7 separate regions of the Mus musculus genome follow, and all the other regions are linked to region 6. A link is a contact called in public HiChIP or PLAC-seq and promoter capture Hi-C data. All regions are on one chromosome and are shown on one strand. Each heading gives the region's core, a stretch centred on a gene start, on an enhancer-like site or on the middle of the called end of the contact. The rest is flanking DNA. Distances are from core to core; before and after follow the strand shown. Region 1 overlaps Fam81a (family with sequence similarity 81, member A). Region 2 has its middle 12 kb from the start of Gm39369. Region 3 overlaps Adam10 (a disintegrin and metallopeptidase domain 10). Region 4 holds the start of Gcnt3 (glucosaminyl (N-acetyl) transferase 3, mucin type). Region 5 holds the start of Fam81a (family with sequence similarity 81, member A). Region 6 holds the start of Ccnb2 (cyclin B2). Region 7 holds the start of Gtf2a2 (general transcription factor II A, 2).

What was found. Promoter capture Hi-C pulls out the DNA fragments that hold promoters and counts their contacts. HiChIP or PLAC-seq counts read pairs in DNA pulled down with a chosen protein or histone mark.
Region 1: a promoter capture Hi-C map of pre-B cells shows a contact between it and region 6, with 2.8 times the contacts expected there. The contact joins the enhancer-like site here to the promoter of Ccnb2 in region 6. A contact is called at or near these places in 18 of 39 promoter capture datasets (the 3T3-L1 cell line, 3T3-L1-derived adipocytes, the C10 cell line and 11 more), 3 of 484 Hi-C or Micro-C datasets (bone marrow-derived macrophages, cortical neurons and neural stem cells), 16 of 115 datasets of contacts at active chromatin or transcription factors (the 230-238 cell line, embryonic basal ganglia, embryonic forebrain and 8 more) and 4 of 9 other capture datasets (adipose tissue, liver, macrophages and 1 more).
Region 2: a FOXA1 HiChIP or PLAC-seq map of pancreatic cancer cells shows a contact between it and region 6. The contact joins the enhancer-like site here to the promoter of Ccnb2 in region 6. A contact is called at or near these places in 3 of 39 promoter capture datasets (the 3T3-L1 cell line, the SN4741 cell line and cranial neural crest), 10 of 115 datasets of contacts at active chromatin or transcription factors (the 230-238 cell line, embryonic basal ganglia, embryonic stem cells and 3 more) and 2 of 9 other capture datasets (liver and pancreatic islet).
Region 3: a contact with region 6 is called in a promoter capture Hi-C map of pre-B cells, with 2.2 times the contacts expected there. The contact joins the enhancer-like site here to the promoter of Ccnb2 in region 6. A contact is called at or near these places in 3 of 39 promoter capture datasets (the C10 cell line, liver and pre-B cells), 1 of 484 Hi-C or Micro-C datasets (CD4 T cells), 1 of 115 datasets of contacts at active chromatin or transcription factors (effector CD8 T cells) and 1 of 9 other capture datasets (liver).
Region 4: a contact with region 6 is called in a promoter capture Hi-C map of embryonic stem cells, with 4 times the contacts expected there. The contact joins the promoter of Gcnt3 here to the promoter of Ccnb2 in region 6. A contact is called at or near these places in 12 of 39 promoter capture datasets (the 3T3-L1 cell line, the SN4741 cell line, cranial neural crest and 6 more), 3 of 484 Hi-C or Micro-C datasets (group 2 innate lymphoid cells, nephron progenitors and pre-B cells) and 7 of 115 datasets of contacts at active chromatin or transcription factors (embryonic basal ganglia, embryonic stem cells, extraembryonic endoderm stem cells and 3 more).
Region 5: a contact with region 6 is called in a promoter capture Hi-C map of liver, with 2.7 times the contacts expected there. The contact joins the promoter of Fam81a here to the promoter of Ccnb2 in region 6. A contact is called at or near these places in 16 of 39 promoter capture datasets (the 3T3-L1 cell line, 3T3-L1-derived adipocytes, HPC-7-derived erythroid cells and 8 more), 3 of 484 Hi-C or Micro-C datasets (bone marrow-derived macrophages and embryonic stem cells), 6 of 115 datasets of contacts at active chromatin or transcription factors (embryonic basal ganglia, embryonic hindbrain, epiblast stem cells and 3 more) and 3 of 9 other capture datasets (adipose tissue, embryonic stem cells and pancreatic islet).
Region 7: a promoter capture Hi-C map of embryonic stem cells shows a contact between it and region 6, with 4 times the contacts expected there. The contact joins the promoter of Gtf2a2 here to the promoter of Ccnb2 in region 6. A contact is called at or near these places in 24 of 39 promoter capture datasets (the 3T3-L1 cell line, 3T3-L1-derived adipocytes, the C10 cell line and 14 more), 8 of 484 Hi-C or Micro-C datasets (B cells, CD4 T cells, bone marrow-derived macrophages and 4 more), 13 of 115 datasets of contacts at active chromatin or transcription factors (the 230-238 cell line, the NIH/3T3 cell line, effector CD8 T cells and 9 more) and 2 of 9 other capture datasets (adipose tissue and liver).

What each region holds. Positions count from the first base shown.
Region 1 is chr9:70,092,779-70,095,849 of GRCm38.p6, reverse strand. It overlaps Fam81a (family with sequence similarity 81, member A), which reads left to right. Exons shown (of 9, transcript NM_029784.2): 8 at 2,167-2,359. Among named protein-coding and RNA genes, the nearest start is that of Gm39369, 11 kb to the right of the region's middle. Within about 2 kb of position 1,284, at least 21 of the 459 cell types and tissues checked have an H3K27ac peak or open chromatin away from gene starts, as enhancers often do. A contact at or near this core is called in the 230-238 cell line and pre-B cells, where this site is marked.
Region 2 is chr9:70,068,886-70,072,243 of GRCm38.p6, reverse strand. No RefSeq gene overlaps it. Among named protein-coding and RNA genes, the nearest start is that of Gm39369, 12 kb to the left of the region's middle. Within about 2 kb of position 2,028, at least 25 of the 459 cell types and tissues checked have an H3K27ac peak or open chromatin away from gene starts, as enhancers often do. A contact at or near this core is called in liver, pancreatic cancer cells and pancreatic islet, where this site is marked.
Region 3 is chr9:70,759,788-70,763,119 of GRCm38.p6, reverse strand. It overlaps Adam10 (a disintegrin and metallopeptidase domain 10), which reads right to left. Exons shown (of 16, transcript NM_007399.4): 10 at 1,354-1,537. Among named protein-coding and RNA genes, the nearest start is that of Adam10, 82 kb to the right of the region's middle. Within about 2 kb of position 1,934, at least 106 of the 459 cell types and tissues checked have an H3K27ac peak or open chromatin away from gene starts, as enhancers often do. A contact at or near this core is called in liver and pre-B cells, where this site is marked.
Region 4 is chr9:70,036,341-70,039,455 of GRCm38.p6, reverse strand. It overlaps Gcnt3 (glucosaminyl (N-acetyl) transferase 3, mucin type), which reads left to right and starts at 1,368. Exons shown (of 3, transcript NM_028087.2): 1 at 1,368-1,483; 2 at 2,482-2,823.
Region 5 is chr9:70,140,210-70,143,165 of GRCm38.p6, reverse strand. It overlaps Fam81a (family with sequence similarity 81, member A), which reads left to right and starts at 1,609. Exons shown (of 9, transcript NM_029784.2): 1 at 1,609-1,853.
Region 6 is chr9:70,419,681-70,422,912 of GRCm38.p6, reverse strand. Ccnb2 (cyclin B2) reads left to right here and starts at 1,359. Exons shown (of 9, transcript NM_007630.2): 1 at 1,359-1,496. The coding sequence starts at 1,473.
Region 7 is chr9:70,011,232-70,014,322 of GRCm38.p6, reverse strand. Gtf2a2 (general transcription factor II A, 2) reads right to left here and starts at 1,775. Exons shown (of 5, transcript NM_001039519.2): 1 at 1,662-1,775. It overlaps Bnip2 (BCL2/adenovirus E1B interacting protein 2), which reads right to left. Exons shown (of 11, transcript NM_016787.4): 11 at 2,664-3,091.

The DNA.
Region 1 (3,071 bases), core at 35-2,534, 330 kb after region 6:
CATCAAACCCAGGTTCTCATACCTGTTATCTCAGTTTCTTTTCCTGTTGCTATGGGAAAATACACTCACAAAAGCAACTTAAGGGGCTGGAGAGATGGCTCAGCAGTTAAGAGCACTGATTGCTCTTCCAGAGGTCCTGAGTTCAATCCCCAGCAACCACGAGGTGGCTCACATCCATCTATAATGGAATCTTATGTGTCTGAAGATAGCTACAGTGTACTCATATACATAAGATAAATAAATAAATCTTTTTTAAAAAAGCAACTTGAGGAAGAAAAGGCTGATTGTGGCGCACATCCTCTCAGTGGGGAGTTAAGGCAGCCGGAACATAGCACAGCTGGTCGTGCTGTATCCATGAGAGCGGTGAATACAGGCCTCAGTGCTCAGTTCTCTTCCCCATTCACACAGTTCAGGATCCCCACCAGGGAATGGTGCCACCCACAATGGCTGGGTCTGTCCACCTCAAGCAAATAAAAATAACTCCCCACAGTCGTGTCCAGGGGCTTGGCTCCCAGTTGATTCTAAATTCTGTTACAATTAACACTAACCGTCGTATCTGTTAATTTTGAACTTTGCCACCCAGCCATGCCCCCCATTTCCTGTTCTTCATATTATTCATAAAGACAGGAAATGCTTTGTTTTTATATTGGTTAACAAAAGACAAAGTAAAATTTTCAGCTACCGCTTTTAAGTCACAACCTTGACTTAAATGATCCCGATTGTCTATCACACATTTCTAAGTAAAGCTACAATTACTTACTTGATCTGTTTTTCTGTTTTATTAATGATTTATTTATTTTTATTTCGTATGCATTGCTGTTTTGTCTGCATGTATGTCTCCTGGGTGAGGGTGTTGGGTGTGGTGTTCTTTGGACCTGGAGTTGCAGACAGTTGTGGGCTGCCATGTGGGTGTTGGGAAATGAATCCCGGTCTGGTGGAAGAGCAACCAGTGCACTTAACCACTAAGCCGTCTGATCTCCTTTCTCTTTGTTTTTAATGTTGTGACTTAGTTTTTGTTTTCACCAATGTCGAGTGGCTCTCTGTCCCTCCGGGCCCCTTCCAATGCACTGTAACTAGAGTGTGCTTGGACGTCAGACCAGAACACACTATTTCCTTTTCTGTCTACTTCTGCTTCCACTGGCTCTCTCAAAGAACTAATTTTTGCAGAGCTACCAAAAAATAACTTCAAAGAGCTTTGCATTTATCACACTTCAAGCCAGTAGGCTTAGAAGCCAGTGCTAGGAAGGCAAATTGTGTTGGGTTCTCTTTCCTTGTCCGGCTTCGGCTTCCTCCCGTGGGGCTTGGGCTGAGCAGAAGTGGCCAGTGTGGTTTGCCTGTCTGACTGCTCGGTCCTGATGCTGAGCCATTTGTTGAGTGGCAGGCTCTGCATCAGTGCCATCACAGGATTGCTGTCACGCTGCAAAATCACACCTGATGAAAGGCTTCATGCTCGTCGTTTGACCACTAGAACCTGTGGATGCAGTTTCACAAAGCGTAGGCCTAGTGGACCGTACTACTTTGAATCCCTCCCCCCAGTTGTCTCCTTTGCTGTGCCTTGACTCACCCTGACATGTTTGTGAAGTTCTGAGCCTGTGACTGACCATTTGGGTTTTTTTTTTTTTGACCATTTGGTGGCTCTTCTAAGATGGAAGCTTCCTTCTCTCTCACGGAAACACATCCAAGTTTGCATTCTCCGGGACCCCAAATGACTTAAAAACTTGTCAGTCTTCAATAACTCAGAATCCTTTTAGGTTAGATTTCTGCCATCCTCAAGAGTAGCACTTGTCGCCACGATTCAGGATGGTTGATAGAACTCCAGCATTGACTGAACAGCCATTGACAGAAGGGAAGGGGAAAGAATTAAGGATATATAGCAAGTGTCCTTTAACTTTTTCTGAAAGCAGCTACATACACTTGTTCTTACACTTCATTGGTTAGATTACATGGCCACACCAAACTCAGGAGACAGAATAAAATGTAGTTTTTTTGTTTTTGTTTTTGTTTTTGTTTTTTTACTCTGGGTGACCTTTGAGAATGGATACGGGATGGATAACCAGCCACTGTGATTCTGGTGCCTGCAGATGGTTGAGTCCTCTGGCTGATGTGAGACAAGGTGACCACTCTTCTTTTGCAATAACCAAGTGCAATTCTTATCTTGGACCTCAGGGAGCCAATGAAAGAGACGTAGAGAAGAAACTCAGCCAGATGTCGGCCAGGCTTGACAAAATCGAAGAGAGTCAGAAGAGGAATGCTGAAGGACAGAGAAAGCCGGACGAGGAGAAGGTGCACGGGCGGATCAGCAAGCTGGAGCTACAGATGACGGAGGACATGAAGGAGATGAAAGCGGAGGTTAATGCCGGTAGGCCAGACCCCACGCAGCTCATGTGGCTTGTCTGTCTAAAAAGCTATTCACTGAAATCTCTGAAACAGAGACTGAGCTGGCTTAAAAAAAAAAATCAGCAAAATGTTCCTAGTTGCTATTCTAAGTAGCTGTGCAGAATTTAACAAATTCATTCATTTATTTACTTATTATAGCGGTGGGAATTGAACTCAGGACCTCACAGTTGCTAGACAAGCACGTGCTACCAGGGAACTATACTCCCAGCCCTAAAGTACTAGTTCAATTGCAAGTCTATGAAGAGCCTCCATGACACACAGCAAACAAAAAATGGTTAACCCGCACATGACTGACATTTTCTTATTTTCGTCAGCGCTAGCTACCTGCTGATTCCTCTCTGTTCGTGTACATGTGAGGCACGTCTGAGAGCTTCTTCAGCATCGCTGGCTGTATGCACACGGCACATGCGTGTGGAGTTAGTTCTGTGGGGCCCAGCAACGGGACTTAAGCCCTCAGGCTTGGCAGCAAGCGCCTTTACTCAGTGAGCCATCTCATCAGCCCCAATCAAAACTTTTTTTAATGAATAATTTTTATACTTTTTCATAAATTGTCAGATAAAACTTTCTAAGGAAAAAAATAACATTATAAAACCCCTTAATTTTAAAAATCAGTAAAAAAACAGAATAATTTGAAATTCTTCTTTGGTGGAGATGGCTTCTTTTTTTAAAAAAAA
Region 2 (3,358 bases), core at 779-3,278, 350 kb after region 6:
CTGGGGATTAAAACTCAGGTCTTTATGTTTGTGTAGCAAGCACTTTTATACTCTGAACCATCTCTGCAGACCCATCATCTTTCTTATTTCTAATTCTTGTTGTTATGGTGTGCTTGAAGGGTATTTTAATAAAATCCTTGTTTGAAACTAGGCTTGAGTATTGTTGGGGTCCAGGAGTCACCTCACAAATCACATGGACACCGATCTCAGACAGGGATAGTTTATTGATCATACACCCCAGGACTGATCGATCAGGGCTACGGTCCAGCTTCTAGAATGTAACCATGGCACTGAGTTAAGATTCTATAGGATCTTAGAGTCTAAAATCCACAAACGTCTGTGTTGAGTTGTTTCACCGATCAGGATGTAGGGATAGGAGATTTCCTTAGGGACATGTCTTTGTTGTATATTTATCCTGTTCCCATTTGTTGGGGTATTTAACTGTGTGGGAACTTGCCTTGTTTAATATTTTTGTTGCAACTTGCCAATCAGGATGTGAGTTATCCATTGTCTTAGTCAGGGTTTCTATTCCTGCACAAACATCATGACCAAGAAACAAATTGAGGAGGAAAGGGTTTATTCAGCTTATACTTCCATACTGCTGTTCACCACCAAGGAAGTCAGGACTGGAACTCAAACAGGTCAGAAAGTAGGAGCTGAAACAGAGGCCATGAAGGGATGTTCTTTACTGGCTTGCTTCCTCTGGCTTGCTCAGCCTGCTCTCTTATAGAACCCAAGACTACCAGCCCAGAGATGGTCCCACCCACAAGGGGCCTTTCCCCCTTGATCACTAATTGAGAAAATGCCTTACAGTTGGATCTCATGGAGGCATTTCCTCAACTGAAGCTCCTTTCACTGTGATAACTCCAGCGGTGTCAAGTTGACACAAAACTAGCCAGTACATCCATGTACATGTTTCTTTCTGCTAAGTATGATGTTAGTTCCCAGGGAGGTCTTGGGAACTTAAACTTTAACCGATCCCTGGCTAAAATGGAAGTCTTATTCTAAGTAGATGTATGTGTCTCTCATGTTGGGGTCCATCTCAGTGGCAGCCCAGGAAGGCAAATACCATAAAAGTGTATACAGAGATGCAGGAAGTACCACTAGATGTATGTATGGGTCAAAGCTTATTGAGGGTACCTATACAAAGCAGTTCTGCTGACTTCTATCATGATTAGTTTCCAAGGGCACAGAACATAACAGAGTATGCAATCAACTTGGGCATGAGAAAGTTTCCTAGTAACAGCAGAAACAACCTATAAGAAAGTTTGTTTATAATATTAGTAATAGCACAAAATGGCAGGCTAGCCAGGGAACAGTTACCTAGGCCTTAACATTTCCATTCAGGCCTTAACAAAAATAAGGGTAAAATGATAAACTGGATGAATACTGACTGGCTAAGACTCCAGAAGAAAGAAAAAAAAATTTTTTTTTAAAATAAACACCCTTTAACTCAAAGGTGTTCCATGTGATTGTCCCTGGAAACAGAATAGAAGTAGAAACAGGTTAAGACACTATTGTGATCTAAGAGAGGGAGATGGGGAGAGGCTATGGAGGAGGCAATAGGAAGGTGGGGTCACATGATGAGAAACGAGGACGTGGCAGCTCCTCTGTCTGAGCTTTATTTCCTGCAGAAAAGGTCAGGCAACAAAAACCCTTCCCCACAGGGAGCCAGTGGACCACGAGTGCTATGTATGTACCCAGCATGCAGGAAGCCATTTAACTTCTCTTATTTAATTGATGGGGAGTGTCTATGGTCCTTTTCTTAATAATTCCTTACCCAACATGACCCATGGACTGTGTCATTCCGGTAATGAAATGGCCTGACCATGATTCCCGTAGGCCCTGATAGTGCAATCCCTAGAAGATACATACTTAGTCAGAACACACATAATCACATGCTCAGCCACGAGCTGGGAAGACATTGCTGTAAGCTGGGAAGTTATTCTGAGGCCAAGGATGAGGGAACAGTGACAATGTCAGAGGAGAGGCAGCCACCGCTTCCCATCTGGCCCCATCTGGCCCCATTGACACAGCAAATTATCCAATGTCTCCCTAGCCTCGGTGTTCTGCCAACACATTTATCTCAGGCACAGGGTAAATATTTAATCTTGCCTGTCTTGTCATCTATATATCTGTGTTTATTCTAATGCCTCTATTGATTCCGTGTGTGCTGGCTACATGAGTCTTTCCTCATTTTCCTCCTGGGTGCTGACATTTGGGGTTGACCTTGACAGCTGCGGGCCCTTGCCAACATGAGTAGCTTCGTTGTGATAAAGGCTTGCCCAGAAACACTTGTCTGCTTCAGCAAATGATTCTATTTCCTCGCTGCTTTTCTTCCTAATTTTATCAAATAAAATTGTATGAACTTTATTCTCCCCCTTCCCCAACCCCCTAGACACCTCCAAATTTGAAAACCTCTCTCCGGATTGTTCACTTATGTCTTGTCTTTCCTTTGGGCAGGTAGCTAGGTAAACTACTTTAACAAATTCCACCCCTTGCTAACCATGAGGTCCTGTGGCCAGAATTCAGTCAAGAAATGCTTGTAAAACACCCACTCTGTGATACACTCTGATCCAGGCACTGGGACTACATCAGTGAAAGGCAAAAACAAATAAAAATGAAACAAACCTGTTCGTGTGTACTGGGAGGAGGCAGGGAATAAACAAAAGTTGACAGGGAAAGAAGGCGGACTATAAGGCGATCAGCCAGGGGAGAGCTTAGGAAAGTGACAAGTAAGGAGTGTGCCATTTCCATCACTGGAAAAGAACATTTAGGGGCCAGCAAGAGTTCTTTCTGCAGAGCTTGATAACCTGATTTCAATCTCTGGGTCCTGCAAACTCTCTCTCTGTCTATGTCTCTGTCTCTCTTTCTCTCTGTCTCTGTCTCTGTCTCTGTTTCTGTCTCTCTTTCTGTCTCTCTTTTTCTCTCTCTCTTCCCCCTCTCTCCCTCCCTCCCCCCCCCTCTCTCTCTCACACACACACACACACACACACACACACACACACACAGAGTGAGAGACAGAGACACACACACACATAGTACAGACATCCAGATCCGATGTGCCACTAGAACACAGGTGAGTACAAAGAGTTTGAGGAAGGAGATGCTGGTGTGGGAGAAATGGCCAGGGGACAGAGAAGATGAAGAGGAGAAGGAAGAACAAGAGGAAGAGGAAGAAGAGGGGAAAGAAGAGGAGGAGGAAGCAGCAGCAGCAGCCAATGAGCTCAGCTGATAAAGTCTGATGACAAGAATTTGATACCCAGGACCCACATGATGGAAGGAGAGACTCTACTCTTGCATGTTGTCCTCTGACCTTCACACGTGTTCCATGACACACATGCCCCCATAAATAAAT
Region 3 (3,332 bases), core at 685-3,184, 340 kb before region 6:
ACTACCTGAGGACCCAGCTATACCACTCCTGGACATATACCGAAAAGATGTTCCAACATATAACAAGGACACATGCTCTACTATGTTCATAGCAGCAGTACCCTTGTCCTGATGGACAGTTCTGTATCTTGTCTATAGTGGTGGGATATAGAACTACACATGTATTTATATTATATTAAAAGAAACAAACATCCCGATAAAACAGGAGCAAGGAGTGGGGAGTGTGCCCTGATGACAGCATGGCCCTTGTGATGCTATCAGCCTGCACAGTATTACCAATGGGGACACTGGGTGATGGTACTGAGTACCTACTACTGCCCTGTGTGCAAATCCACAATTACCCCCCCCACCCCCGCAAAAAAAAAAAAAAAAAACAAAAAAAAAACAAAAACACCTGTAATTAAAAAAACTGTAGGCCCTGGCTGGCCTGGAGCCTGCTATATAGACCAGGCTGGCCTTGACATCAGAACCTTCCACCTGCCTCTGCCTCCCAACTCTTAGGATTAAAGGTGTGCAACACCACACCCATGCAGTAGATACATGATGGAGTTGGTTTTAGACATGAGGAATGAAATTATTTGTTGTCTGCAGGAAAAGAGATGCAACTGGAGATAATCACCTTAAATGAATCAAGCCAATGTCACAAAGACAAGTATCATGATGTCTTCTTGTTTATAGGGTTTATACAGATCCATAAAACCATGCACAGATATATGACATGAAAGCAGAAGCAAAATTATCTAGGAAACAAGGGAACTAACAAGAGGAGACAGTGCAGAAAGGGAGGATAAGAGGCTTGGGGAATTGCTCATTGTACAGTAAGTGCAAATGTCACACATGCAGCAAGGCATGTATGTATTATGAATGAAATTATATATATATAAAACTGTGCAGTTCACCTATTAAAGAAAGGAAGGAAGGGAGAGAAGGAGGAGGGAAGAGAAAAGAACCTCAAACAAGATTGAACTCTAGCTAATGAGATATAAGCTAAAAGCGTTTAGAAGTAAAACACTCTGCTATCTGATACTTACTTTCAAAGGGGCAAATGAATTCCTAAGTATTTGATAAAGCAAATACTTTTTGCAAAGTGTTAACTGGAAAACACAGGCGGGAACTGAGTGGCCTCTTACATATTTTTTGACTATAAATATTTTGGGCTGGGAAGATGACTCAGGGGAAAGGTGCTTACCACCAAGCTTGACAAGCTGCGTTCAGTTGTCAGAACCACATGGTGAAGGGGGAGAACTGACTCCATCAAATTGTCCTCTGACCTCCACATACCTGCTGTGGCTTGTGTGCACATGCACAAATGTAGAAGAAAAAGTTAATTAAAATGTTGGAAAATATACATACCAACAAAACAGTTGTTCCTCTTCTTCTCAAGCACTTGGCTTATGTTTCTAATGCTGCAGAGTGAAAATTTGTTGTTGTTAAGTTTGTCCCCAGATGTTGCTCTTGCATACATGATGTAATTGCCATTTTCTTTTTGTCCTAAGTTCTTAGACTCTCCTGGAGTACACTCTGTTCCAGAATCATGCTGCCAAACAGAATATGGTGTTACATTAGTAGGAAGTAAAATTGCCCAGTCACCTGCTTATGTGGAACTTTCTCATCAGAAGAACAGTAGAAGTCACATACTTTCCTTGAAGAAGAATCTAACAACTGTCTAGGATCAGAGTTAGGATAAACACTTGCTCTATGGGGCCACTGTTGCAGCACAGAGGAAAACTGAAAGTCTAAACATAAACTTAGAGCTTTGTAATTAGGGACTAGAACTGAACATACATCGTCATAGAGATTACTAAGAAGAAGCTTTTATGGGTGGCCGTAATAATATGGATTCACATTCATTAAAATGCATGGTAAGTACATGTTCAAACTGGTTCAGGAAGGCAGAAGTGAAAATGAAACCCAAGACCAGTGCTGAGGAAGGCAGAGTAAGAACTCAAGGCAGTGACACTTCCTTGTGAGTTGGCGCAAAAGACAGCCACGCAAAATGCTGATTGGAGTCAAACACAAGTTTTACTTTAAAATAAGACTAAGAAAACCCAAGGCATGGGATCAAAACATTGCTTTACAGGAGACAGAGTTCTGTATATGAGCACCTGCACAGACGTGGTTTGGATTCTGGTAATTTATCCAGGTACCAGAGGCATAAGAAAGACCAAAGCAAGAGCTCCCTGAATCTTCATAAAGGAAAAACACTTTCAAAGCTGGGCTAAGGAAGCACCTGCTTTCCTCGCACATATGCACTAAAACAACAACGCCAGGGTTTGTTAGATGGCTTCATGGGGAAGAACACTTGATGTATATGCAAGTGGACCTCTGTTCAAAACTCCAGGACCCACATAAATCCAGGCCCAGGAGCAGAAAGATGGCTCAGTGGTACAAGATGTCACCAAGCTTGACAACTTCAATTTGATCCCAGGACCCAAATGCAAGTAGTTGTCCTCTGACCTCCACTCACAGGCTGTGGCATACAAATGAACATGAACACACACACACATACACACACAAAATGTAATAACAATTTTAAGAAAAAAATTTAAAGCCAGACATGACTGTGCTTTTTTTGCAACAACCTCATCACTAGAATTCAGAGACAGATACCAAGAGCTCATTAGATGACTCGTCGAGCCCAAAGCTTCTGGTTCAGAGAGCATCACTCAAGGCTAATTGTCCCAAGAGTAAGTAAGAAGAAGACATTCAACATCCTTCTCTGACATCTGTGTGTGTACATACAAAGGTGAATACTCAGGTGCATGTACCACACACAAAATACCCTCAATACACACACAACACACACCCGAAAGAAACCTCAAAATGTCCTCAAGTAATTAAGGTATTCATTATTCTAAAGGGAAAAAATGTTGGACATTAGAATAGCAGTTGTATTTAACTTGACCTTAGTTTGAATACCCAAAAACCTAACTCTTTACGAACAAACAATAATACCAAGTCACTCTGATTTTACATTTCCTCATCAGATGTCTCACATCCTACTCTTCCTGATACTGCCCTGCTTTTCTCCTGAGCCTAGATTCAGCCTCTGGAAACTACTTGCTCTGTATATTACCTTGCTTTATGCTTCTGCTCCTTACAATTTGGTTTTTTATTAAGTATGGTACTAGCAACAATCTCATCATTCAAATTGAGAAACAGAAAGAAAAGTTCCAATACTGAATGGCTGTTAATGTGATCAAAGAAACAGTAGCTATGTTAGAAGGCATTGAATATTGCCTTCTAATGAGTAGCTTGTTATACATGGAAGTGCTAAAATATACAAACTGATACAGACGGAATAAACATTGTCCCTAACTTGGCAAGGAGTT
Region 4 (3,115 bases), core at 119-2,618, 380 kb after region 6:
TTCTAGATGTGCTGACTGGAGTTAAGATCGAATCTCAGTGATTTGCATTCCACTGATGGCTAAGGATTGGGTACATTTTCTCATGTATTTACTAGATATTTGTGTTTCTTAACTGGAAAATTGTTAAGTTCTTTGCCCACATGTTGATTGGATTATTTATTGTTGAATTTTTTTAAGATTTGTTTTTATTATGTGTGTATGTGTGTGCTTGTATGTGTGTAAGCCATGTGAGTGTAGGTTACCGTGGAGGCCAGAAGAGGGCGCTGAGTCCTCTGGATCTGGAGTTTCAGGTAGCTGTGGGTGTTGGAAACCAAACAAAACTCTGGTCCTCTTCAAGGAGTAGAAAGTGGCTCTTAGCCACTGAGCCACTGTTCTAGCCCCTATGCAGAAGCCTTTTAAACCTGTCTGTCAATTCTTGGTCTCATTTCTAAAATCTTGAGGTATTGCCCCTTTGTTTTTCTCTGGACGTTTCAGTTCTTCCATGAAGGTTTCTTACCTGTTTTGAGTTGGTTTTTGTACCAGGGGATGGGAAATAATGATCTAGTCTCAGCTTCCCAGTACCACTGTGAATGAGGCTTTCTTCTACAATGCATATTTTTGGCCATTCTTTATTAAAAATCTGACGACAGTTTCCATGTAGATTTTTTTTTTTTTTTTTTTTTGCTTTGAGACAGGGTCCCTCTATGTAGCCCTGGCTGTACTGAAACTTGTTTTGTAGACCAAGCCGGCCCACTTGCCTGTGCCTCCTGTGTGCTGTGATTAAAGACGTGCCCATCACACTGTACTCAATGTAGATTTATTCTAAGTCTTCTGTTCCTTTGTACCACTGTCTGTTTTTAGGAGCATACTGTTTTTGTGACAATGTCTCTGTAGTATACTTTGAAGTCAGGTATTTTGATACTTCTAGTGCCTGTATTTTTATTCCTCACTTTGGGATTCTTTTGGTCTTTTGTGTTTCCATATAATATTTAGAGTTTCCCCTCCCTATTTCTCTTTAGAATTCCATTCAGATTTAGATGAAGACTCCAAAGAATTTGTAGGTCACTTTTCTAAATGGCAATTTTCTCAATATTCTGCACAACTCGTGAAGCCTTTCCATTTTTAAGTGTCTTTCTTTCTTTAGTGTTTGGTCTCAGACAGTCCGTATTTAAACGTCAGGCTGTCCATATGCGCTCGAGCTAGACTACAGGAGAATTTCTAGATAAAAGTTAACATTCTTCAGAAACTTGAGAAGCAGGTTCCAATCTGTCAAAAGGAGCTGTTTCCCTTACCTCTGGCAGAAGGAGCCTATGACGCCAATCACATAGACCCGAGGCTGCATACCAAAGTCCATGCTGGCCTCCAGGATCTCTCAGTTCCTATTTGTTAGACATTTCAGACTAGTACCCTAGCTCTTCTCACTTTCCCAGGTGCTCATCCTCTTTATAAGGGACAAAGTCTTTCCCTTGGCTCCTCCAGGCAATGCAACATAACAGCCCTGGCAGTAAGTCCAAACTCTTACTTTCTGCTCTGAACTCTTCCAGATGTATCTGGATATTTTCTCTCTTGTGGCCATGTCCTTTCTTTTCTCTCTGCTATGGACTCTAAATTCTCTCTCCCCACCCCCTTCTCATAAAAAAACCTTCCCCTTAACCATACCATGGAGCTTTCACATCCGCAGCTTCTTTACTGTACTCCTTTGCATACGTTGGTGCCGAAATGATAGCATATATATAGTGCTTCATACTTTCTTTCATTTGTCTTTTTGAGACAAGGTCTCACTATGTAGCCTTGGCTACCTGGAACTCACTATGTAGCCCATGCTGGCCTTGAGACTCATAGAAACCCGACAGCCTCTGTCTCCTGAGTTCTGGGATTAAAGGCTCCATCACCACTATGCCCAGCCAATTCTTCCTTTTCATCCTCCGGATTGTTAATGTCTTTGGCTAACTAAGCTTTAGTCTTAGTTGGATTTGTTCAGTTTTGAGGCTGTTATGATTGGTACTGGCTTCCTGACATTTTCACAGTAAGTTGTTGATTTTGTATTTTCCTCCTTGGAGAAGGGTGTTTACTAGATCTAAGTCTTCTAGTGGAGTTTCAGGTCTTGTATGTGTAGGGTCATATCTCTTGAAAACAAGGGAATTTGCCTCTTTTCTTCCTTTGTATCTTTTAATTTTTTTCCTCTTGACTCAGCAGTGATTGCTTTCAAGGATGAACTGGTTTGCGAGAGAGAGAGAGAGAGAGAGAGAGAGAGAGAGAGAGAGAATGAATCAATCCTTGGGTATTTATGTTATCTCTGCCTCCTGAGATGTCCCAGGAGCACAAAGAGTGACATTTTTACTCCCAAACAAAAGGCGACAGGCTATAACTGTGATAGCTGTGTATTGGGTGGGGGAGGAAAAGGCTTGCACGAACGCTGGGAGCTCCTAGTGAGTGGTGTAAGGGCAGGAGAGTCTAGGCAGAAACTGGGCTCTTGATTGAAATGCTTTACTGCTTTCTCAGATGTGGCCAGCATTGTTCCTGTCTCCTTCGCCTCCCAGAATGACTAGTGCTTGAGACTACAATCCTGAATGGTTTGCTTAAGTTCACTCCCTCCTCTGAGAACAGGAAGTCAAAAGGTGAGTGACAGAGCCACCTGCTGCTCTCTCCTTTGCATAGGTCTAACAGGAGCCTGGGTGAGCTCCTTGGATGGCTGGTGAACAGGAGCACCTTATCTATCTGGGAGGTACGAAGGCAAAGGTTGTACTGTTAATTTGCACCTCAACACAACCAACCTTAACCTTCACTCCACATCACTCACGGCGTTGGAGAAAGCTCTCCTAAGCAGCCAAGAAGGTACCAAAGGTGAGAGATTTCTTCATTTTCCTCCTTTTAAAATCTTATCCCTAAGAGTTACTACTGAAAAGGATATAATTTTATGTTCCCAAAGAGATGAGCCAGAAGAAAAGAACCTGTTGGAAGAATGTGTTATACTTTTAAGTTATTTTTTGGGGGTGGTGGTGGTGGTGGTGGAAGGAGTGGATTTTCTTCCCCTGTAAATCTGGTTTCTTTGGTGGTATTCAAGACCTTGTGTTGTATTTAAAAACTAGGTGTGGTTTGTGGGATAAGCACCAGGCTAATTCACAGGCGGAATGGA
Region 5 (2,956 bases), core at 360-2,859, 280 kb after region 6:
GAGCCCTGATCTGTCTGCCTGTCTCTGCTTCCTCAGCTCTGGAATTACAAGTGAACACCAAATCCCCATGGCTGGCATGTTTATTTATTTTGTGCATGTGGGGAGCCTGTGTGAGAATATGTGCACGACACGAGTTCTCTCTCTCTCTCTCTCTCTCTCTCTCTCTCTCTCCCTCTTCCCCCCTCTACACACACACACACACACACGCACACGCACACGCACACGCACACACACACACATATATATATGAAATTCAGAGAGGATGAAATTCAGGTCCTCACACTTGCAAGGCAAGCACTTATCTACTGAGCCATCTCCTCGCCCCCTCAAATTTATCTTAAATGGTGGAAATTCTCAGAGAACCTTTCGCCATGGGATTGGATCCCATCCGTATTTACACGCTGTGCACCAAGTGATACAGAAAGAGAAATAAACCATCACACACTAAAGAACACTATTAGGTGAGATCTCCGTGAGACAGGACTTAAGGCCATGCCCTCTGGTCAGCAGTCTTTTTTATACCCGTCTAACTATCTGATCAATATGTGTTAGGCTGCAATGGCCGGGAGGGGAGCAGAGTCCCTGCCTTCTCCATCTTCATCTTCTCCATTTCACCTTAGCAGTCTCTCTCTCTCTTTCTCTCTCTCTCTCTCTCTCTCTCTCTCTCTCTCTCTCTCTCTCTCTGTGTGTGTGTGTGTGTGTGTGTGTGTGTGTGTGTGTGTGTGTGTGTGTGTGTTTTGGGGAGTTATTACTTTACAGGCGAGTTAATTACAGAACACCCAAGACGACACATAAATAACTACAGGATCGAGAATTCCAAGACCAGAGCTTTCCCAAGTGGCTGCACAGCCTGCGTTCTTCCTAGCTTCCTTTGAATTGGGGGCAGAGGAGAGCCGCCAGACAGGAGCACCTACACTGGGTAAGCCCATGCCTCTACGTAAGAGCTATGAACCAGACGCAGTGAGGTGAGCAAAGGTGGGATCCTCCACTCTTCTTAAACCCCACCTTACGGAGAGGAAGCAAAATTGTGAGTGATTCCTGCTGAGGATCCAGCACTGATGGGAAGGAGAGCAAAGCTGGAACTCCCTGGGAGCGAGGCAGAAGGTAGGAAGAGGGCTGGGAGGAGAAACGGGCATTTTCCCAGGGGTCCTGTCTCTTGTGCGCGAGGCTTGGTGATTCCCTCATACACACTTGTCGCCTGGAGGGTTCCATCACCTGTGCAGGTGTGGCGCTGGAAGGAGCTGTTTCCTGGACTGTGGTCTCACCCCTAACTTCTCCCCAGTTTGAGGTGGGAAAAGCAGTTAACTATTTTTGTGGGAACCAGGCTTGGTACATAAGGGATGCTAGGATTCCCGGGAAAATGATTGATGACATAGAGACCTGGAAGGCTGGGCTCTCATTGAAGCATCCTTCCCTACACCTACCTCTGCCTCCAAGTCGACGCGCCCTACGACGGGACTGAGGTTCTTGTAAGCAAGTCCCCGCCCGCTGACTCCCTGCAGCGAACTGGGTGGGGACCCGCGGCGCCGCGGAAAGGCTATTTTGAGTGTGGGAACGCGGTGGGAGGAGGGGCGCCGGCGGGCTGGGCGCGGGCGCGCGGGGAAAGCCTCCAGCTCGGGCTGCCACGGCAACCGCGTCCAGGCAACGCGCCCGGAAGAGGCTCTGGGAGGCGCGCGGCGGCTCGCGCCCTTCCAGGGTGGGGGAGCCGCGAACCCCGGGCCGGGCCGCGCGCGCGCTGATTGGAGCGCGGGCCCGCAGCCGGGTTCGCCCCGCAAAGCCCCGCGCTCGCGGCCACCGCACCCAGAGCGCCGGCGACGACATGGGCAGCCTCGGCGCGCCAGATCCGCGCGCGGGTGAGTCTTCAGAGGTGTCTCCCCTCCCCACATGTCCGGGCATCCTCTAGACTCAAGCGGCGGGTGCTTCCGCAGGGACCGTCGATGTGACCTTGGAGCAACCACTCCATGGATAGGCATGGGATAGTGCTGGGGAGAGGGGGTGAGGGATGAAGCCTCGTGTGCCCCGCGTGACACTCTGGACGCGAGAGGGTTAACTGAATGCTGACGCGCAGGGCTGAAGTTAGGCGCAGAGCGCAAGTGGCATTGCATCTTCGCGGGGGCTGCAAGCTAGCAGACAGAAGAGGCCCCCGAGGGACTGTTTGAGGAGAGCCAAGGGTGTGCAGAGTTTGCCAGGACTAGGGGCAAGTCTATCATTCACAGTTGGAGCTGAGTGACCTTGGGTGGGTTAGCCACATTGCTCCCGCGGATTCTCTGGTTTTCATCCTTTGAAAGGAAGGGCTCTGGTTCTTTCCAGTTGCAGCACAAGGCTGTTTTGCTGGTACTGTGAGCTGAGGAAGGGACCCTCTGGGGATGCAAGACTTAACCATATTTATTCCGCAAGGGGTTTCCAATGAGCTGGCTCCCAAAGTAGCAAGAAATGTTACCATTTTATGGAGGGAACAGTCTGGGGTCCGGAAAGGCTCCTTAAAATGCATAGATTAAAATCCCTTCGGTGCACTTAAGTCCTGAACCCAATCAGGGTCCAAGCTGCCAAATACTTCTTTCCTGTAGTTGATCTGATAGGAAACTTTGTGTCTGAACAGGTAAAATCAAAACCCAGTAGTGGCAGGCAGTGGCAAATTAAGTGAGTCATTTCTTCAATGTGCAGAAGCTGTGTGTGTGTGTGTGTGTGTGTGTGTGTGTGTGTGTGTGTGTGTGTGACATGCGCATGCGTGCACTCAGCTTAAAGTCTGTGTATGCTGTTAAGAGGTTATTTCACAGAAATAATGTTGAACTGGTTTGGATCTACAGAGGGAATCACTTAGAACTAGGGCCAGACATTTGCATTGTTCTTTGGAGATTTGGGGTTAGGGGGCTAGCAAGATGGCTCGGTGGGGGGTGGGGGTGGGGTAAAGGTCTTTGCCATTAAACTTGAGGACCTGGGTTTGATCTCTGGAACC
Region 6 (3,232 bases), core at 110-2,609:
AATGGCTTTGTTAAAGTTAAAGTTCAGTTAGAGAATAGGTCTGAGTTGCCAAATTGGTGCTGAAATCATGAGTTTAAGAGGTCCTCCTGCCATTTCTGAGTTCAAGGCCAGCCTGGTCTACAGAGTGAGTTCCAGGACTGCCAGGGCTATACAAAGAAACCCTGTCTCAGGAAAAAAAAAAATCCTCCTGCCTTAGCCTCCCAAGTAACTGGAATTATTACAAGCATGTGCTAATAGTACAAACTGCAGAGCACATTTTCTTCCCCAATCCAAACCAAAGCTTCCCAAGAAAGAGAAAGCTATGCGTAACCTCTGTGATTGTAAGGATGATGGACCAAGAGTCAGCAGCCACAGAACTTTCATTTCCTTTAGCAGGTACTTGAGAGAACTTAATGGGATATAAATAGTTATTTCTGCTCCTTTGGTTTCCAATATCCATGTGTAATTTAGGTCGAGGGGTAGTACTGCCACCTTGTCTTTTCAGGTGGGAGTGTTGGACAACACTGGTTCTTCCTTTAGACTCAGATTGGAAATGTCAGATTTGGGCGAAGGGGGAGGGAGCATTTATTATTTCCCAATAGAAGGGACTTGAACAAGACTGATGGGGTAGCCTGATCTCAAGTCGTTCTGCTGGCACTGCACCATTTTCTGTGTTGTTACCTAGTCTTTTCCCCAGGGTAATATTCTGGTTTTGTTTTTTGTTTTTGTTTTTGTTTTCTGTCTTGTCTCTCACTGTTCACAACTTGGGATACTCATTATTTTTCTTTTGAAATCTTGTGCACATCACACCGTCATTTGACAAATAGTTTCTGAGTTCTACTGTATTGTGCTGGAAGTCACACAAATCACGTCTAGTTTGAATTATGACTCTGCTGGGGATCTGTTTTAGGAAGACCACATACAGTACACATCCGAGTCACAATCATCTTGTAGCCCTGAACGACCTGGAGACGATGGCTTCATTTGCCAGACCATTCCAATCCAAATTCCCAGGTAGACGTTTCCGGAAGAGGAAGTAAGGTCAGAAGTAGCATTTCCAGGAAGTTCTCTGGAACCCACTTCTACCTAACCCAGAACAAACTTTTAAAGACATATGTCCTTAGGTGATGGCTCCCCACTCCTACCCCTAAAATTAAGACAATCTTTTCCAGTAGGAGGAAAAATTATTTTATTTAATATCAGGGACTAGAATTTGAAAATAAGACTGTAGACAAGGAAACAACAAAGCCTGGTGGCCTCGCTGGTTGCTATGACAAGCAAATACAAGCCAGCCAATCAACGTGCAGAAAGGCCTTCCAGTCTAGCCAATGGGTTGCGCGCGCCCTGCGTGCGTCTACCCAATAGTGCGTCAGCGGCGCGGTATTTGAATCGCGGACCGGGCGGTGGACGCGGAGCGGCGGGGCCCTGACCCTCCCAACGGTGTCGCAGACCGGAGTGGCTGTGCCTCGTCCGCACTTGCCAGGGCGGCCCTCATGGCGCTGCTCCGACGCCCGACGGTGAGTGCGCCGGGGCTACGGTGCCCTGTCCTGCCGGGTAGCCCGGGAGGCTGCCGGAGAGGCCCTGGCAGAGCTAAAGCGGTCCAGAGGCCCGGCCTGGGGTCTTCATTCCTGTTACCACTCAGGGCTGTGCTGCGCTGGGGATGAGGACCGGGAGGAACCGGGAAGCCGCCCAGTGCCATTTCTCTACTTTTCACATTTTTCAGTTTGCTTCGTGTGAGCTTCCCATTCGCGTCTTCATACTGCCTTCCTGGCCAAGGTCATTAAAGTGTGGTTTTGTCCTCTTAAAAAAAAAAAAAAACAGAAATAACAAAATGAAAACAAATACCCACCTAAGTGCTGGGCGGTGGTGGTGCACGCCTTTAATCCCAGCACTTGGGAGGCAGAGGCAGGCGGATTTCTGAGTTCGAGGCCAGCCTGGTCTACAGAGTGAGTTCCAGGACAGCCAGGGCTATTCAAAGAAACCCTGTCTCGAAAAAAGCAAAAAACAAAAAACAAAAACACCCAAGTGTAAGAGGAAACGTACAAAACTTGGATCCTAGGATGGCAGACAGTTGGGCAAAAGGCCAAATTCCTTTAATTACCTTTTTGAGAATGAAAGTATTACTGACTTTTAGGCTTTAATTGTACTAGGGTCGGTCTACTTTAGTTGAAAACAAGAGGGCCCCCGACACAGCTGCTGCCATTGTCCTGGCTAGTTAAAAGCCTCCAATTCCTCTTCCCAGTGAATTCAGGGGTACCCCTCATTACCAGGCTTTAACTCATAAGAAATTGAACTTTCAAACTCATTTTGAATTTAGCCGTGGGAAGCTAGCAGTAAAGACCGAACAGCTTAGATTTGGGGATCAGAATCCTAAACAATGAGGAACATACAGTCAGGGTTCATGTCTTGTAGCTCTAACTGCCACTAACAAGTTAATTTTTGTCTAATTTGTTCTTTCAAATTATTTAACAGTTAAAGTCTTGTGTAGGGATGGGGTACAGTTTATCTGGTCTATCCTACACAGGTCATCTTAAAAAAAAACAAAAAAACCCCAACCTTTGGAGAGGTTTTTTTGTTTGTTTTGTAGGATTAGTTCCCCCCCTCCCCCAACACTCAGAAAGTTAAATATTTTTTTCTCATGGAATACTTGTTATTGTACCACACTGTAAACTTTGGGGTATGAATAGCAAGCCTTGTTTCTTAACTGTATTCAAGATGAAGGCAATTAATTTCAAGTAACACTATTTTTTTTTTTTTTCGTTTTCATTCAAGTCTGACTCTCCCAATACTTGAGAGGTAAAATGACTTCCCCATCCTGTTGTCATTGGGAATGTCCTTAATTTGAGTCTATGCTATAGGAAGCTGTTTCTGAAGGGCTTTCCTTGGAAGTGCTATTTCTTATTCTTTGGTTGGCGTTATAACCCAAGCTGGTGTGAAGTCTGAAACATGGAGTTTTAAACAGCTGGGCTATCATTAACTATTGGTATCAAAGCTCTTTATCATTGCAGCTATACTGTGTGAATGGAAGTTTCTAAGAGAACCGACAGGGATCTCTTAACAGCAGACGCAGGTTACTTATAAGAAGTAATCATTTAGGTGGGAGGCTTTGGTGTCGCTTGAAAACTGCTTGAATATGCAAAACAATTTATAAGATCAGTAAAAAGATCTTTGTTTTATTGGTAAGGCAGTGGGTGTTTGCCTAATGGAGAGTGATATTTCAAATAGCATTTTTAGATTTCTTTAAATGTACCTT
Region 7 (3,091 bases), core at 526-3,025, 410 kb after region 6:
CTGTAACTTCAGTTTCAGGGGATCTGACACCTCACACAGACATACATGCAGGCAAAACACAAATGCACATAAAATAAAAATAAATAAATATAACAACAACAACCACCAAACCCAAAACAATAAAACAAAACAAAAAAATCTTCCTGAATCCTAAGGAGCTCAGCTACAGGAAGGAGTATAACGAGATTTGGCAAAACTAGTGACCTGCCATCTTCAGATTACACTTGGTCAGCAACTGATCCAACAGAACATTCTGTGATCTGTTGTTTTCCGGTTCCAGCTCATGGAACTACTGTATTTCCTGTTTCCTTTGACAGTTCTTTCTCAGCTCTGACTTCCAGTTCCTGAATTACCTGCTTTCCCTGTTAGTTAGTCCATCTCAGCTTATGGTGTTAAATCCTATCTATGTGTTGATGACTTTGAAACTTGTAGCCTTCCCTCACTTCTCTCTTTGTACCCATATTCAGGATGTTCTACTCTACATCGAAACAATTATCAAATAGCTAAGACACTTCTCCTACAGCTAAGAGCAAATGCAGAGGACTCTTCTATGGGCCCTCAGAGTCATATAAACCATAAAGATGGTCCAATTCCTAGCAAATCTTGGAAGGGCAACTTTCAAAATGAATCCAGAAGCCAATCATTTCTCAACATCCCCATGATTATTTTATAATGCCAGGCCACTGACTCATGGTGTTCAAATTTTCTTTACTCTACACTTGTCCCTCACACTTTATAATTTGCAGCGGGGTTATCTTTTAAAAATATGGGCTAGAACATATTTTCCATCAGCTTCTATCAGGCCTGACGATCTGGCTACCCTCTATGTTTGGTTTGATCTATTTTCCACCTCCCTTTGCACTCTCAACTGCCCTGAGGATGACAGGCGTGGGACTGCCTTTGCGATGGCTGTTCTTTCTGCCTGTAATGTTCTTGCTCAGATATTAATTTGGCTAACACACAACTCCAATAGCTCCATTCAATTGCACCTAAACTGACCACCACATAGGAACTCCAACATCCATTATGAAACGTCTCCAAACCCTTCATCTCGCTAAAATTTTTTGATAGCACCGTCTGCCATCAAGTTACCTAACGGTCTTATGTTAACTTTCCGCATAAAATGTAAAGTCCACGAGGGCATGGATCTTTATTTTTGTTCACTTGATGTAACCTGCGGGCTGAGAACAGTACCGGATACTCGACGCGTGTCAAACAAAAACATTTAGCTCGTTCAAAGTAAACGCCAGTCAGTACGTGTGTATGGAGAAGGGGAGAAAAAGGTCAGAGAGACATAAACTTTAAAATAGGACAGGGGAGCCATGGCACGCTCCATTTGACATCTAAGCATTATTTGGAAAAGAGCTAACAGCGACTTCGACGTCTGCTGAAACGAGCTGGCTCGGCCATCTCCAATCTTTAAAGGTGGCGGCAACTGCAGAACTTCGGAATCCCCTCCTCACTGCAGAGCTGGAGCGCAGGCGCCGTGTGTGCCCGGCATCCGAGCGGGACGCCGGTCGCCTAAGCGCGGCCTGAGGAGAGCGGGAAGGCGGCTGCTCCCGCGCGGCTGCGTCTGTCTGGGGTCGCCTTCCGGCGGGCACAGCGCTCGGTACCGCCCGCCTCGCCGCGGCCTCCCCGCTCCCGGCCCCGCCGCCGCCTACCTGAGGGAAGGCGCTTCCGCCACGGCGGTAGCAGAGCCAGGTAGGGAGCCCGCTGCGACCACCTCCTCGGCCGCGGAAACCGCAGCCCTGTGCCAGTGACCCGGAAGTGCTCACGCGACCCGGAGGTGACGCCACAGGAGCCACTGCCGGCCCCCACCGCCGTTTCCGAGAAGGGGCGTGGTCTCTCCTGCTGGCGCTCGGGAAGCAAAAGGCAATGGGGCGACTGTCTGGCTTGTCAAAGTTTGTGGGACTGCAGTGTAGGGAAACCAGGGTTTGTGAGTCTTTCATCTTTTTCATTTGGAAGGTCTGCTGTATAAACTTCGTGACTGATACAAAAGCAAATACGTGGATATTCTGAGTTTCCAGAATTTCACATCCCTTTTCTTTTTAGCGGGGGTGCTTGGTTTTCTGCTTTCAAAACAGCAGCTATAGGTACTGCAGATGGCCAGTGAGCACATGAATTGTGACTTCGGATGCAAACACTCCAGGTCTGAGAGTGAAACATGTTCTCCTTTGTGCCATGCTGTAGGTTTTCCTTTTTAGCCTTTTAAAATCATATCCTTGCAACCCAAACTCATTAAATAATTTCCAAACTATGAAATACAGATCTGATTAAAGTTCAAATAGTGTTAAGATTGTAAACAGGCTGAACTTGTTATCAATTAAAAGAACCAGAGCAGGGTGTAGTGGCGCACACCTTTAAGTTAATCCCAGCACTCGGGAGGCAGAGGCAGGTGGATTTCTGAGTTCGAGGCCAGCCTGGTCTACAGGGTGAGTTCCCGGACAGCCAGGACTACACAGAGAAACCCTGTCTCGAAAAACCAAAAAAAAAAAAAAAAAAAAAAAAAAAAAAAAAAAAAAATAAATAAAATAAATAAATAAATAAATAAAAGAACCGGAAGCATCCACACTGCAGGATTGTAAAGGCCCGATGTTTGAAAGGCTTCACCGGAAAATTCAGTGTAAAAGTTAACGATTAAAGATGAAAACAAGGCACGAATGTATATTCCAACTAATTTATTCAAATGCATTAATGCTGCAGTAGCATGTGTAACAGATGAAGACACACCACTGTATTTGGAACCAGTCAAAGGAAGAGAAAAGGATATACTTTGCAGATCAATGGCTTCTCAGTGACAAAAACCAGAGGTGTATCCTGCAGAGAGAATCAGTCTCAATTCTCACTGAAATGACAATATTATCTAAGAACAGTGGAAAGGGCACAATAAGCGCATTCCGTCTAAATGACAGAATGTGAGCGTCCAATGAAAATCATTTGGAAGTATGAATCAAAGTGCAACAGTGTTTGATGAACTCCAAATTGTGTTCTATGTGAACAGAACCCCAAGGACTGTGCAAGCCAGCAGCCCTGAACATCAATATTTACTAGCTGGGTTCTCATGAGTAAACAATGAAGTAGCTGTTAGGAC